3 separate regions of the Mus musculus genome follow, and all the other regions are linked to region 1. A link is a contact called in public HiChIP or PLAC-seq data. All regions are on one chromosome and are shown on one strand. Each heading gives the region's core, a stretch centred on a gene start, on an enhancer-like site or on the middle of the called end of the contact. The rest is flanking DNA. Distances are from core to core; before and after follow the strand shown.

Region 1 (4,935 bases), core at 1,577-4,076:
GCCTTGTGTTTTTATCTGTTTAAAAAAAAAACAACTTAATTTCTAATAACACTTTAATGCACAGAATGTGGCGAACACATGCTCTCTGAGGCATGTTTGCTAAAGCAAAAGTTGGGACTGGGGACACAGCTCAGTGCTAAAGCACGCTTGCCTCCTGGGCTAGAACATGGCTGCTCACAGGAGGCCCTGGGTTTCCCCTGCGCGTGCACACACACACACACACACACACACACACACACACACACACACATCAGAGGGGCTGGAGAGATAACTCAAGGGTTAAGAGCACTGGCTGCTTTTCCAAAGAATCCAGATTCAATTCCCAGCACCCACATGGCAGTGCATTACTGTAATTCCAGTTCCGGGGTGCCCTGAAGGATCCTCCATACATGTGAAACATAGAAGCTCACACAGAGAGAGAGGGGTGGGGGAGGGGCTCATGAGAATATAAGATAAATAAATTACAGGTCTAAAATGAAAACCTTAAAAAAGAGAGAGAGAGAGAGAGACTGGCAGAAACAAAGGTTGTTAGACTCTAACACACATTGGAGCAAGGTGTAAAGGGCTGAGTGTCCCAGGGTCCAAGAAACAGCCCTTGCCCCACCATCCTGTCCTGAAAGCAGACGGCTGGGGTGCTCAGGGGCTCCCTCTAGAGGACTGGGTGGAAGTTGACGTGTACCAGCAATGGAAGGAGAGGCTGCACAGAGAGAGTAATGAACTAGGAGATCAGGGGTGTTGATGAACATGCCGGTGACCTCACACTGCGCAGGCCAGGTGAGGCCTAACATCGACTCTGCAGCTTATCTGGCTCAGGTTTGCTGTCTGGACAGTGAAAACCCTCCAGCTCTGTGCCCCTCCTGAACCCCTCATGTCCATGTTTGACACCAGCTGTCCTGAGCCCTCATAGCCCCTCAGGGAGCACAGAATCACACATCAGCTTGACAAGGTCCCAGGTGGTTAGAATACAGGGATGTCCATTGAGGGCACTAAGCTCCATGTGGCTCCATGGCCATCAGACATGGGTAAGATTCCCCAGCCCTAGGCAGGATCTTGCCACACACCCTGGCTCCCATTATAGAAGCTGGAATGACCCATCTGATTGGAAGGGTGACAGCAATCCTTTGGTCCCATCGTTCTTGCTACACACTTGTTCCAGAGAAAGGGTGAAGAGTTGGCCCACATTTCCAGTGGCTCTTTAGGAGAGCGTCCCAGGGTCTGCCCCCGAGCTGGCTCTATCAGAGCCACTTTGGTCTTAGCCTTGCCTTGGCTATCTTACTTCCATGCAGCTACATGGAGACCCTCTCTACAGAAATGTCATGGGTTCAGAGCTAGGGACACCAAGTCCGTGGAGGAAAGCACTGTAGAGTTGAGTCTGAAGATACACGCGCAGCTGCTGGCTTGCCTGTGGCCTGTTTTATAACCTTGGGCAGCATAAGACATAGCTCATAAGTGGACCTGTGCAGGAGGCGTAGTTGGGAATGGCTGCGAACAGATGGAGTGTGGCCTTAGGGTTGTCAGAAGGAATCTCGGGGCTATAGGCATGTGTGCCTCTCTAGAGGAACAAACAGAAACATAGCCAGATGGGACAGGCAGCCTACTGCGTTCACCTTGCTGATCTCCAAGCTCAGATGGGGATCATATAGCATGTCTCTGAAGGCTCCCACAGACCTGAGCACCTCGAACCTGTGTCCTTATCTCACGAGGGGCCTGACCCTCCCAGCCAGACTGCTTACTGAATGCCCATGTAGCCTGCAAACCAGGCTCCCCTCCCAGGGCAACAACTGAGGCAGCTCTGTTTCCCGCCACCCTCTCAGACCCCACAGAGCTGCCCAAGCCAGGCAAGTAGGTAAGGGGACTCCCCATGACTTGTCTCAACACCTCACTTGGTGTCCTGTCCGAGCACTAAACTCAGTGGGGTGCTAGCTACAAGCCTAAGTTCAGCCCTGCACAGCTCAGAGCAAAGGTACAGCCTTTGCCCAGTCCAGCAAAAGTGGAAAAGGCCTGCCCTGGTCTCCATAGTGAGCACTATAGTCAGGTTACATCTGCCTCAGCAGCTCAGAGCTGGCACTGAGCAAGCAAACTCTGCTGCCCCCGTGTGAGCATAGCCAGCGTTGCACACACACCACGCAGACGCTCTCCCTAGGGATGATGGGGGCAAGGAGGGTTTGTCAGGGTGTGAAGGGCGGCCTGCCCCGTGTAGCTATGGACTAAAGGGATGTATTCCTATCTAGTTATTTTAGATGGAAGCACACACCCCACCTATTTAGGGTGGGTAGGGACATGTGCCTTATTATAAGTCTGTATTGAGAGTGCAGACTTAAACTCCTGACCCAGGAGCACACCTCCTGACCCCTGTGTAATTGTCCCAGCATCCTCTGTGCTATTGGCTTCCTGGGGTCTGTTGGGACCCCCGCCCCCACCCCTGCCAATCAAGACTGGCACACAGGGGATGTGATCAGGCCTAGCCCTGGGGCTGGTCAAGGCACAGATGGACCAGTGATGCCTCAACTCCAGGTGTGCCTGCTGGGGCTCCAGAGTGGTGTAATACAGGGCTCGTGCGCCCCCTGGTGACCATGTGTGTCACTGCACACGGAAGGCCGGATTCAGATACTTGGCTCTACCCAACCAGGTGTACTTTCAGTAACAAAACAGACCCAGAGTATGTACACACGCAAATGTCCATGTGTGTGTCCCCATGTTTACACATCTGTGTCCCAGGGAGTTCATGTATCACCCATGATAAATGTAGACACTGGTGGAAATAGTATGACAGGGGAACAGGAACTGCGACTGGAGAAGGTGCCCCCAGGAGCAGATCTCTGCTGCCACCATGTGGCCATTGGTGGTATTATCTTTGCAGCCCACAGGAAGCTCCTCTTACGCAGGCGCAGAGGGACTAAGGCACTGGTTCTCAACCTGTGTGTCAGGATCCCCGCTAAGGGGTCCGATGTCTTTTCCACACTAGTTGAAAGTCAGATGATTTGAAACAGTAAACAAATTACAGTTATGAGGTAGCAAAAAAAATAATTTTACGGTTGGGATGACAACATAAAGAGCTGTATTAAAAGGTCACAACGTAAGGAAGATTGAGAACCACTGAGCTAAAGCGACCAGGAGTACATGCCTGGGTTTTGATGATCAAGTTGAGAGTTCAGGCTTGTACTGCAGTTTGGGAGAGAAGGCTTATATTCTCCTCGTGGTTACCCCAAGACTCTGTACATATCTTGTGCACAATGTACCAGCAACAGGAAAAATAAAAAATTACATAAATAAATAAGCCCCAGTCTGGGCTCCTGGGCAGTCTACAGTCCCATATTCCACACAGATCCATGGACACGCCAGGAAACAAAGAGAATTAATAACTGAGGTAGGTGGGGAGAGGGCTAAGTGTCAACAGAATTAGGGGGTACCCAGGGCCACCAGCTCCAGCCGCCCCGCCCCCGACCTGCACTGTCCCTAATACCTGTTGGGTTCCTAGGGCCTAACGATACTTTGCAATCTGGTGTCTGGCACTGAGGAAGCACGGTTAGGCCAGTCGTGAGACTGGTCAGGGCTGTCACACTAGCTGGTTGCCTAAGCACCTGAGATACACCTGTGGCGTCTCCACAATGACCACAGCGTAGTGCTCAGGTGCCCCCTGGTGGACAGATGCACCACTGCATGCTGTGCCAAGCCAAGTTCAAAACCTGGCACCTACAGAAAACTACTACGATAGAAGCTTCTTAAAATATATACATATAGGGGGCTGGAGAGATGGCACAGTGGTTAAGAGCACTGACTGCTCTTCCAAAGATCCTGAGTTCAAATCCCAGCAACCACATGGTGGCTCACAACCATCCGTAATGAGATCTGACTCCCTCTTCTGGAGTGTCAGAAGACAGCTACAGTGTACTTACATATAATAAGTAAATAATTTTTTTAAAATATATATATATACATATGTGAAAGAAATCTAAATGGAGTCGCCAAATAACAGAAGAGACGAAGGCCCAACTAGACATCTCTGACCCTCCAGTGTGTGTGTGTGTGTGTGTGTGTGTGTGTGTGTGTGTGTGTGTGTGTGTGTGTGTGTTTAGACATTTATGTCTCTAATCCTCCTCCCCGCTGAGGCTCCAGCACTGTTCACATCACAAATGAGTCGGGCGTGGAGAGAAAACAACATTGGTAGAAATCCAGAGGTCATGTGATGGTGTTAAAGTCTCACTGTTGACCGGGATTCTCTGACTGACCAAATTGCAGTCACCAGGAGGGGCTCTGAGCTCAGAGCTCCACAGAGTCTACTATGACTACAAAGTTCCTCCCAGCCCTGTTCTAACCAGCATGGGCCTGAGGCCTGCAAGAGCAAGACTCTACTGGCCTCATGTGGCCTCTGGTAGAATTGCACTTACTGCCTACTCGAAACTCTCCTTAGAGCTCTTAGAGCAGGTTGGGGAAGGGCTGTTTTCTCAAGGCAGGTGGGGTCAGTAGCTCTTCCTCTAGTGTGGGAGACAGCGCATGCTCTGACTAGTCATACAGTTACGATGGGGAAGGGCATGTGTCCCATGTGTCTAAGGCTGCACTTGGTAGTGAAGGTAGGGGTGCAGGCTTACCCACCCAGGCTCATGTCCACCTCATGGTAATGCCCAGGCTCTGTGCATGCCATGTGTGTGCACAGTTACTGGCAGCAGGTTCCAAGGCCCAAGCCAGGCTCCTCAGCAGCCTAGACTCCACATCCCATGTGGACACACAGCCACACCCCACACTAAGAGAATTTATGACTGAAGTGAAGAGATGTTCGTGAAATTTGACAGAATTAAGGAATTCTGAGGGCCAGTGTCTCCAGCCAACCCCACCTACACTTCCCTGTGGGCTTTGAGTTTCTAAGGCATGGTGGGATACCCACTGTCTGACACTGAGGGAGTGTGGTCAGTCCCTGCCCTGGAACAGTGGAGTCAG
Region 2 (4,935 bases), core at 1,128-3,627, 1.2 Mb before region 1:
CTTTGCTCCAAAAATCACTGTTCCTCCATTTCCCTACAGATAAAAACAGGTCTCTCAGGTATATCAACCAAATATAGCTTAATAAATTCCAATAAAAGTAGGTATAAATCCTCATATAAAGGCTAGATAAGGAAACCCAGTAGTAGGAAAAGAGTTCCAAGAACAGGCTAAATAGTCAGAAACACCTCCAACTGTCAGGAGTCCCACAAGAACCCAAAGCTATATACAACAGTTAACATATATTCAGAGTACCTTTCTGAGACTCAGCAGATAGCCAGAATAAACTAATACTTCATCTATTTGAGGAAAGACTTGTGTTTTCTCACTGATAGTGATGGGCTCATTCCCATTGCACCAGGTCATTTCTGTTGCATACTATCTATGCAATCATCCTCTTAGGAATATTCTCAGTTTATATATAAGACTGACAAGTCAAATTGTAACATGGGCATAGTAGACTTAGTATTTGCCTACCTTTGTTGATTCTGCCATGAGGTCACATTCATAACCAGGGTTTTGATAATATTAGCATATGTTTCAGAAACTCTTGGAAACTCTGTCTAGGTCTGATTGAAAAATTTCCTGTAGTTCCATATTATTACTCTCAAAATATAACTGAATCTTACAGCACAAAGATTCTTCCTTGATGGCTATCTGTCTCAAGGACCCTGAGTCACACATATCTTTTTTTAAAAATAAGAAACTACTTCTACCCGGGCGTGGTGGCACATGCCTTTAATCCCAGCACTTGGGAGGTAGAGGCAAGCAGATTTCTGAGTTCAAGGCCAGCCTGGTCTACAAAGTGAGTTCCAGGACAGCCAAGGCTACACAGAGAAACCCTGTCTCAGAAAAGAAAGAAAGAAAGAAAGAAAGAAAGAAAGAAAGAAAGAAAGAAAGAAAGAAAGAAAGAAAGAAAGAAAGAAAGAAAGAAAGAGAAAGGAAGGAAGGAAGGAAGGAAGGAAGGAAGGAAGGAAGGAAGGAAGGAAGGAAGGAAGAAAGAAAGGAAGAAAGAAAGAAAGAAAGAAAGAAAGAAAGAAAGAAAGAAAGAAAGAAAGAAAGAAAGAAAGAGAAAGAAAGAAAGAAAGGGAGAAAAGAAACTACTTCTATCCTTTGAATGATATCAAAATACAGATCCCATATGAATGGAAATGAATGTAAAAATATTTCTTCTAAAATTATGGGCTGTTTTATGAACTTAAGAGTTCAGAAACATATGCTAGTGTAGAGACACAGGTGGTTCATTATTTAAAAACATGGCTATGGTGCTGCCTAAATGACAGTAACTTAGCTGTACCAAAGCTTGTGACAGATTGCCTATGCTCTGAACCAGAATGCTACACATAATAATCATATTATCCAAAATTAATATGATAGGAATAAAGGAGTGGTAACTATAGTAGTAACTCTCTACACCACCCTGAGAATCCAATCAGTCAAAGATTTGCTTCCCCATTCTGTGACCCTATGCTCAATGGATCTACAAGACTTGTTTAGGATATGTAAATATGTCTACCAGAATACATAAAAAAAAAAGTTGAACTGGAGCTAGTTAAGACGTTTTCTTGGCCAGTATGGAATCCTTATAGCATGGAATGAACAGATTAAGAAAGGGTGACATCTCTGACTACTCTCATGCTCTACACTGTGCTCCTTGTTTACATTATCCTAATACTGTTGATATGATTAAATCTCTACTCACAGATAATGTGTGATTATCGTGTACTCAGTGGATATTATTGACACTCTGGCTAAAATGGTGCACTGTAAAGTGTATTACTATGTCATAGCTCAAAAACATGAAAAGTTCAGAGTACTGTACTGTGTAAAGATCAGCCAGTATTGTAGGGAGAGTTAGGGGTTGATGGTGGGTGATGTCTTCAAGTGGAACAGGTATCTCTGTACTTTACACTACTAGACAAATACTTGATTCACTGCTATTTTCCAGCAGGAATATTAGCATTAACAGCCAACTGGTGCCTCTTATAAGGTCAATAAAAACTGAAACAACTTGTATGAAGAGTAAAATTTGATACACTTATTTACTGTGAATACAGATAACCACTCTGGCCTCAGACCAACCCAGTATGCACATTTCACCCTTGAATGTCAAGGCCCTATGAGTCTAACTGAACAAGAGAGAGCTGAGATCTCAGAGAGATTAGATGCATACTCCCATGAAAGAGTGCATATGGAGGGGGGCTGCAAAAGGCAACATGGGATCAGAAGGATTTTTACAGAAATGGGGAGAGAAGAGGAAATGGGGGATGAGAGTGTGGGAGAGGGACAGACAGAAGAAAGGAGAGGAGGAGAGGGACAGAGGAAGATGTGTGCACACGCTAAAAAAGAAGCTCACTCAGGTGGCCAACCCATCACTGGACCCAGGACTGCAATATCCTCAGCGCGCTAGTTCCAGGCTTCCCAGATCCTCCTGCCTGGTCTTGTGGTTCTGAGCCACTCGGACCCCAGCCCTGCCACGCTTAAGGCTCTCCTGGCCCCACGCCAGGCGTCCCTGTAACCCGCGTGGATCCAGAGCTTGGCACCAGCACCGCAAGGAGGAGCCCGCGAGCGGCCGGGGCTGCGCTTACCTCTCTTGTGGGCCCGGGGTCCAGGCGGCCGTTCTCCTCTCCCCTCACCTCCGACACCATCACCCGTTGTGGCAGTCGACCATCGTGGCCGCCGCTTTGTTTCTCTTCGGAGAAACTATTAAAAGCAAAAGCGAAAGCGAAAACTAGGGGAGGCAGGACTGGCCCGAGCGCACCCTAAGAGAACACAGCCCACGGACCGGCACTGTGGGCTGGCGGGGCAGTGAGCGCGCACGAGCCCGCGTTCACAGAGCAGGGCTGGCGGTGCTGCTGCAAAGCCCCGGGAACACTGGCCCACGCAGGAGCCAAGGTCACCCGGCTGACCACCAGTGACTCAAGTGTCCGTGCTCTGGGCTGGACTTGACCAGTGGCAACGGTTTGGGCTGGGCTGGTGCGGCTGGGTGTTGGCCTGGGTGACTGGCACTGGTTCATGTTGTGATGACCTCCAACCATAAGATTGTGTTGCTACTTCATAACTAATTTTGCTTCTGTTATAAACCATAATGTAAATATTTGAGGAAACAGAGGGCTGCCAAGGGGGTGGCCCTAGGTTGAGAACCACTGTGAAGACTTACTGTGTAACAATTGTTAAGTGTTTTAAGGTTTCTTGTTGCTATAAATAATGGCTAGTAAGTAGACTCTCTATGTAAGACTAGGTATGAAGTAACTAAACAGGCTGTAAGACATGTAACAAATCAGCGAGGGGATGGGAAGATAATTTAGTCAGAAAGTGCTTGCTTTGAGCCGGGCGTGGTGGCACACGCCTTTAATCCCAGCACTCGGGAGGCAGAGGCAGCCGGATTTCTGAGTTCCAGGCCAGCCTGGTCTACAGAGTGAGTTCCAGGACAGCCAGGGCTGCACAGAGAAACCCTGTCTCAAAAAACAAACAAACAAACAAACAAACAAACAAAAAACCCAAAGTGCTTGCTTTGCAAGCATGAGAACCAGAGCTGAGTCTCCAAAGCCTCACAAAAAGCTGGACACGCACAGTACCTGTATTCTCAGCATCAGGGAGGCAGAGACGAGAGTCTCTGGGGTGTACTGGCCAGCCAAACTACCTGAGAAGGCACCTGTCACCAGGCCTTAGGCCTCTGAGTTTAATCTCTAGGTTCCATGTAATGGAAGAAGAGAATCAGCTGCCACGAGTTGACATCTAATCGTATGTGCATGTGGCAGAAGCTTGCTTGTTCCAACACACTAAATAAAAATGTTGAAAAATTAAAAATAAAAAGGAAAATGACCCTCAACTTAAACCTCTGGCCTACAACCATGTTGTGTGTGCATGTTGTGTGTGCATACAAACACACACATATGCGCAGCCACACATGTATATACCATACATACACAAAATAAGTTAATGTGCCAATTGAGAAAGATGCTGACATTGACTATCAAGTTCCACATTACTCACATATATAAAGCACTTGGGTGAAAAGGAAGATCCTTCGTGTCATCAGAAACAAAAAACAAACAAACAAAAAAAGCCAGAAAATGCTGAGTCAAGGTCTGGATTCCCTGGTCTGAGTGGTGCCTACTTCACTGCCTGGAATTAGGCACTGGCCTTATCAATAACAAGAGGCAAAAGAGATTAAAAAATAGGAAATGCAGGCTTAAGGTTTAGATTCCTTGGTCCAAGTGCTGTTCATGGATAGCTTGCTTTGATTTGGGGCACAATATTTAACTACTCTTAGCTTCTTTGCAATTTATTCCCATGGGAAGTCAAGGTGGAATCTACAACTCACTCATATATTTACTTACAGGAACATCCCACATTCAAATTCAAATTCAAATTCATAGGACTGCCACCAGAAGCATAACACCTGCTTAAATTCAGAGCCTTTACACCTTAGAAAATATTTTGTGAGAGGCAGTGAATTCATCCCCCAAATATGAAATACTTGTGTATCCTTGTTTTCCTGTTGAAGGTTCCCAGTTGTGAGTTCCTTAGGGACACAGTGGAAACCCTAGGTGTGCTGCTTTTGAGCTCCTGACTCACTGCAGTTCCTTGTTCTCAGGTGTCCTGTCCCAAATGCAGCTGCATGAGAGTCAGGGCCTGGTCTGCTAAAGCCCTTTCAGTCACTGTCTTAGGGTTTCTATTCCTGCACAAACATCATGACCAAGAAGCAAGTTGGGGAGGAAAGGTTTTATTCAGCTTACTCTTCCACATTGCTGTTCATCACCAAAGGAAGTCAGGACTGGAACCCAAACAGGTCAGGAAGCAGGAGCTGATGCAGAGGCCATGGAGAGATGTTCTTTACTGGCTTGCCTCCCCTTGCTTACTCAGCCTGCTCTCTTAAAAAATCAAGACTACCAGCCCAGAGATGGCACCACCCACAAGGGGACCTCCCCCCTT
Region 3 (4,935 bases), core at 834-3,333, 1.1 Mb before region 1:
CATCATTACTTTATTCCAGATTGACTCTTTCTATACTGGCTATTTTCCAAATTCAAGAGGTTTATCAACACTATATTAACTATTCTGATACAAATCCCACTTGTCCACTTGTCCTTTATTGAGAACACTTCCAAAAGTGAATGAGGTTTCTTTGTCTTACACATCCCAATCACAAATTACATTATCATTGAGGAAAGACTAAACTAAAGACTAAAGGAGAAACTAAAGGCAGGAGACTGAAAGGTAGAACTGATGAAGAGGGCATGGAGCAATGTTCCTTTCTGGAATGTTCTCTGTAGTTCACTCAACTCTTTATTATACAACCCAGAACTCCTTCTTACAGTGGCAATATGCACAATACTCTTGTCCCTTCTACTTCAGTTTTAATCAATAAAGTGTCCAATATACTTGTCTTAGTGGCCCTATATGATGGAGGAATTTTCTTAATTGATATTCACTCTCCCGAGACAACTAGGGCTTATAATAAAAATATGATGAACATGTCACCATGTTTACATAGCATCTAAAGTTAAAAATATTGTCTAACTTCTTAACAAAGTATTTCCTTCCAGCATTGCATATTTTAATTCTTTTCACAAAATTTTATACATTTTACTCTCTGTTTTCCAGGTTAATTTGAATTCTCATATTTAATTTTCTTTTACTAATTTTTAAATCTTGGGCTGATTTTATGGTTTTTTTAATGAAAACAAATTGTTCTTTCATATCAAACATCTCAAACACAATTTCCCTTCTCTTCCATACTCTACCCCCTCCACTCTACAACATATCCACTACTCATCCATTTTCCTTCAAATAAAAGCAGGCCAACAAGAGCACAATTTATTATTTATTTTCTAACAACTGAAAATAGCATTTATTTCTTGATTTATTTTAGCATAATTAATATTCCCTCATAGAAATATAGGTATAATTATAATTGTTATGAAATCATTGTGTCGATACAGTCTATACATTCATGTCATCTTCAGTGGTAAAATTTGTTTCAGTTTTTACTTTCTTAATTATTCTAAATGGAAGCTTTCACACATTGTTGTGTGATAAAAAGATATTCAAGCTTTATCCTTATTGCCAGACTCCCCATCACATTTCCAGTTCAGGACATGTCCTCTCTGAGCTCCACCCTCAGAAGTTGCTATTTAGCAAGAAGAGATGCAAATAAGATCTCTCTCTTCTCAGAAAAGACAGCCATGCCCTGACCCTGAAACTCAAGCAAGCAGATAAGCCCTGAATTTCCAGGTCTTCATATTCAGTGATCAGCACTAAATACAGACCACAGCAGGAATTTGAGAGCGATTTTGGTTTCTTTGTTGCTGCTTATAAAGGTAATTTATGAAAAATCAGAGAAACTAGGTATATAGGCAGACATGAACAAGACACGTAGTGAGCTTCTACGTGAGTTTGCTGATAGGATTCTCTGTGTTTGCAAGTTTCCTTTATGTGTTGCAGTTTGTAGAACTAAGGTTAGTCTGGTGAGGCATAAACACTCTCAGAGACTCTTATGTACAGCTCCTGGTTTCACTTTTAGGAGCTATTGCTGGGCATGCTCCATAGCAGAGGTTAGAGTAGGTTGGAGAATCAAGATGTTGGTACCACAAACTACACACCGAATAGCTCCACTCCCTGGGTTAAGCATATTCAAACCATAACACTGGTGAAGCTGTTGTTTTAGGATTTGGAATTATTACTGGGAGAGAAGGTCAGATTATATGCAAATTTGTATTCAATTGTCTCCTCCATTTCTATAGACAGAATGCCACTATGCTTACTGTATCACCATATATTCAGGGTGCCAAAGCCCAAGGAAACCAACATAGAGGAAGCTCAAAGTCTGTATCTGGATAAGAAATATAACAACCAGACTCTGGAGATGTATATTAGAAGAAGAGCTCCAGAGAAGAGTAGCCCTCCTGCAGGAAGAATGAAGGTCAGTAGGTGATGTGCACAGCACACTCACACAAACAGAGATTTGAAGAGCGGGTGCAGACTTATCCACCAAGGGAGGTTCCAGACTCCATTAGGATTTCCTCCTCTTACTATACAGGATGCAACCTACTTAACGGAATGAAACCCTCAAGGGAACATTTCTTAATGAGGTATAATGCTTCCCCTGAAAGACCCTAAGCAGATGTGACTATGGATCTCTATTGTTTTACTCTTGAACTTAAGTCACTCTCCTGGGAATGCCTCAATCTATGACTGTTTTGTTACCACAAACACAGCTGCTCTCGTGATGGAATAAATTCCTCAACTGAAAAACTAAGAAGCAACAATCATCTCTTAGGGAAGCTTGGGCAGATATTTCTACTGTTTTGGTATAAAGATTAACTCACAACCACTATGGACATCTCATATCCTCAGGTGGACTGGAGAATGAAGGGAAAGTGCATAATAACTTGTACCTAGATTCAGGCTGAAGACTCCTCCAAACCCCTGTGATCATACACAAAGTATGATTGCTTCCTTGGAGGACATTACATAGTAACTCGATTCTTACGGTTGGATGTTACCTTGTTACCTCAAACACATCCCATAAAAAAGACATATCATATCTCTCTCCCATACATATATATATATACATATATATATATATATGTGTGTGTGTGTGTGTGTGTGTGTGTGAGTATACATATATGTGTGTGTATATACACATATATATGCATATGTGTATAGACATATAGTTAATGTATCATATATCATATATTGCATATCAATATTGCATATATCTCATATCTATATCACATAGCACATATCATATGATCACCCATATTAATCATATATCATACATCATATATAACACATAATAATTGTTCATTGTATATCATATATAATACATATGACATGAAATGTATTATGCAATCATATATATGCATTCATGGATTTATAAATTGATTTACTATTAATAAAATGTAGCTACATAATTATTTTAATTAAATATAAGACTAGTATGCTACACGGTGGAATATAACCTCAAACAAATCATCAATATATGCATTTAATATCATTTAGATTTCTATTAAATCTCCAAAATCTATAAACATAGCATGATTTTCTTTGAAGAAAGTAAGGTAAGCAGAAAGGGACTATGGACCAAAATCAGAAAAATTCTTACAAAATTTCACTAAAAAGTTATTTTAATGTTCTCATTGTGCTGACTCCTTCATTTTATCTTTGCTATCTGCACTAGTGATTCCTCCCTTTAAAGCTTCCATTCCTGAACTCATTTAACAGAATGTCACTCAAGTAATTTTTTATTTACTACATGATAAGCAAAAGAACGTTGATCCTCTAATCTGGCAGATCACTCAACATGGAATTGGAATTTCCTTGTTGCTTTTTAATAAGAAGATAAGATAAGAGGTGTGTGAGAAGACATGAGTGAAAGTAAAGTTGCAGAGGTGTGACAGTTTCCTGACCTTTTGTTCTTTCTCTTTTTCTTTGTTCCCTCCTTCCTTCCTTCCTTCCTTCCTTCCTTCCTTCCTCCCTTCCTTCTTCCATCCTTCCCTCCTTTTTCCTTTCTTTCTCTGTCTGTCTTTTTCTTTGTTCCCTCCTTCTTTCCTTCCTCCCTTCCTTCTTCCATACCTCCTTTCTTTGTCTTCCTTCTTCCATCCTTCCCTCCTTTGTCTGTCTGTCTTTCTCTCTCTTTCTTTCTTTCTTTCTTTCTTTCTTCCTTTCTTTCTTTCTTTCTTTCTTTCTTTCTTTCTTTCCTTCCTTCCTTCCTTCCTTCCTTCCTTCCTATCACTATCATTCTCCCCCTGCTCCCTCTGTCCCATAGGCCCTCCCACATCTCTCATGCTTCCCTCCCATTCCAATCAGAGAGAGTGGTTCACCCACTCAGAAATAGAATCTCCCTTACCACCCTAGGATTTTCCTAAGCTGGGGCATGGACACTCCACATAACCAAGGGCCTCCCCTCCCATTGTTTCCAAATAAGGCAGTTCTTTTCTATATATGCAGGTGGAGCCATGGGTCCCTCGATGTGTGCTCATTGGTTGATTGTTTAGTCTCTGAGAGTTCTTGGTGGTTTGGTTGTTTTCTGTTATTCTTCTTATGGGGTTGCAAACCCCTTCAGCTGCTTCAGTTCTTTGCCTAATTCGTTCATTAGTGTCCCAATGCTCAGTGAGATGATTGGCTGTGAGCATCCATATCTATATTGGTCAGGCTCTGGCAGAGCCTTTCAGATAACAGCTATACCAGGTTCATGTCAACAAGCTCTTGTTAGCATAAGCAAAAGTGTCTGGGTTTGGTGACTGCAGATGAGATGGATCCCTAGGTGAGGCAGTTTCTGGGTGACTTTAAAAAACTAAATATTTTCTTTATTTTCATTTCAAATGTTATTCCTGCTCCTTGTTTCCCACCAAAAACACTATTCCATTTCTCCTCCCACTGCTTATCAACCCACCCACTCCCACTTACCTGTCCTGGCATTCCCCTACACTGAGGCATCGAGCCTTCACAGGGACAAGGGCCCCTCCTCTCATTGATGTCCAACAAGGTCATCCTCTGCTACATATATGGCTGGAGGCATGGTTCCCTCCATGTGTACTACTTCATTGGTGGTTTAGTCTCTGGGAGCTTTGGGGGTACTGGTTGGTTCATATTGTTATTCCTCCTATGGGGCTGCAAACCCCTTAAGCACCTTATGTCCTTTCTCTAGTTCCCACATTGGGGACCCTGTGTTCAGTCCAATGACTGGCTGAGAGCATCAACCTCTGTATTTGTCAGGCACTGGTAGAGCCTTACAGGAGACAACTATATCAGATTCATGTCAGCAACAACTTACTGGAATCCACAATAGAGTCAGGGATTGGTAAATGTATATGGGATGGATGCCTAGGTGGGGCAGTCTCTGGATGGCCTTACCTTCAGTCTCCGCTCCACACTTTGTTTATGTATCTCCTTCCATGGGAATTT

What was found. HiChIP or PLAC-seq counts read pairs in DNA pulled down with a chosen protein or histone mark.
Region 2: an SMC1A HiChIP or PLAC-seq map of large pre-B cells shows a contact between it and region 1, with 11 times the contacts expected there. The contact joins two enhancer-like sites. A contact is called at or near these places in 2 of 15 datasets of contacts at CTCF or cohesin (large pre-B cells and pro-B cells) and 1 of 115 datasets of contacts at active chromatin or transcription factors (large pre-B cells).
Region 3: an H3K27ac HiChIP or PLAC-seq map of large pre-B cells shows a contact between it and region 1, with 8 times the contacts expected there. The contact joins two enhancer-like sites. A contact is called at or near these places in 2 of 15 datasets of contacts at CTCF or cohesin (large pre-B cells and stem cell-derived epiblast-like cells) and 1 of 115 datasets of contacts at active chromatin or transcription factors (large pre-B cells).

Annotation. Positions count from the first base shown.
Region 1 is chr12:113,220,117-113,225,051 of GRCm38.p6, reverse strand. No RefSeq gene overlaps it. Among named protein-coding and RNA genes, the nearest start is that of Gm25622, 8.4 kb to the right of the region's middle. Within about 2 kb of position 2,826, at least 76 of the 459 cell types and tissues checked have an H3K27ac peak or open chromatin away from gene starts, as enhancers often do. A contact at or near this core is called in pro-B cells, where this site is marked.
Region 2 is chr12:114,376,778-114,381,712 of GRCm38.p6, reverse strand. It overlaps Igh. Among named protein-coding and RNA genes, the nearest start is that of Mir7094-1, 90 kb to the left of the region's middle. Within about 2 kb of position 2,377, at least 99 of the 459 cell types and tissues checked have an H3K27ac peak or open chromatin away from gene starts, as enhancers often do. A contact at or near this core is called in pro-B cells, where this site is marked.
Region 3 is chr12:114,337,374-114,342,308 of GRCm38.p6, reverse strand. It overlaps Igh. Among named protein-coding and RNA genes, the nearest start is that of Mir7094-1, 130 kb to the left of the region's middle. Within about 2 kb of position 2,083, at least 3 of the 459 cell types and tissues checked have an H3K27ac peak or open chromatin away from gene starts, as enhancers often do.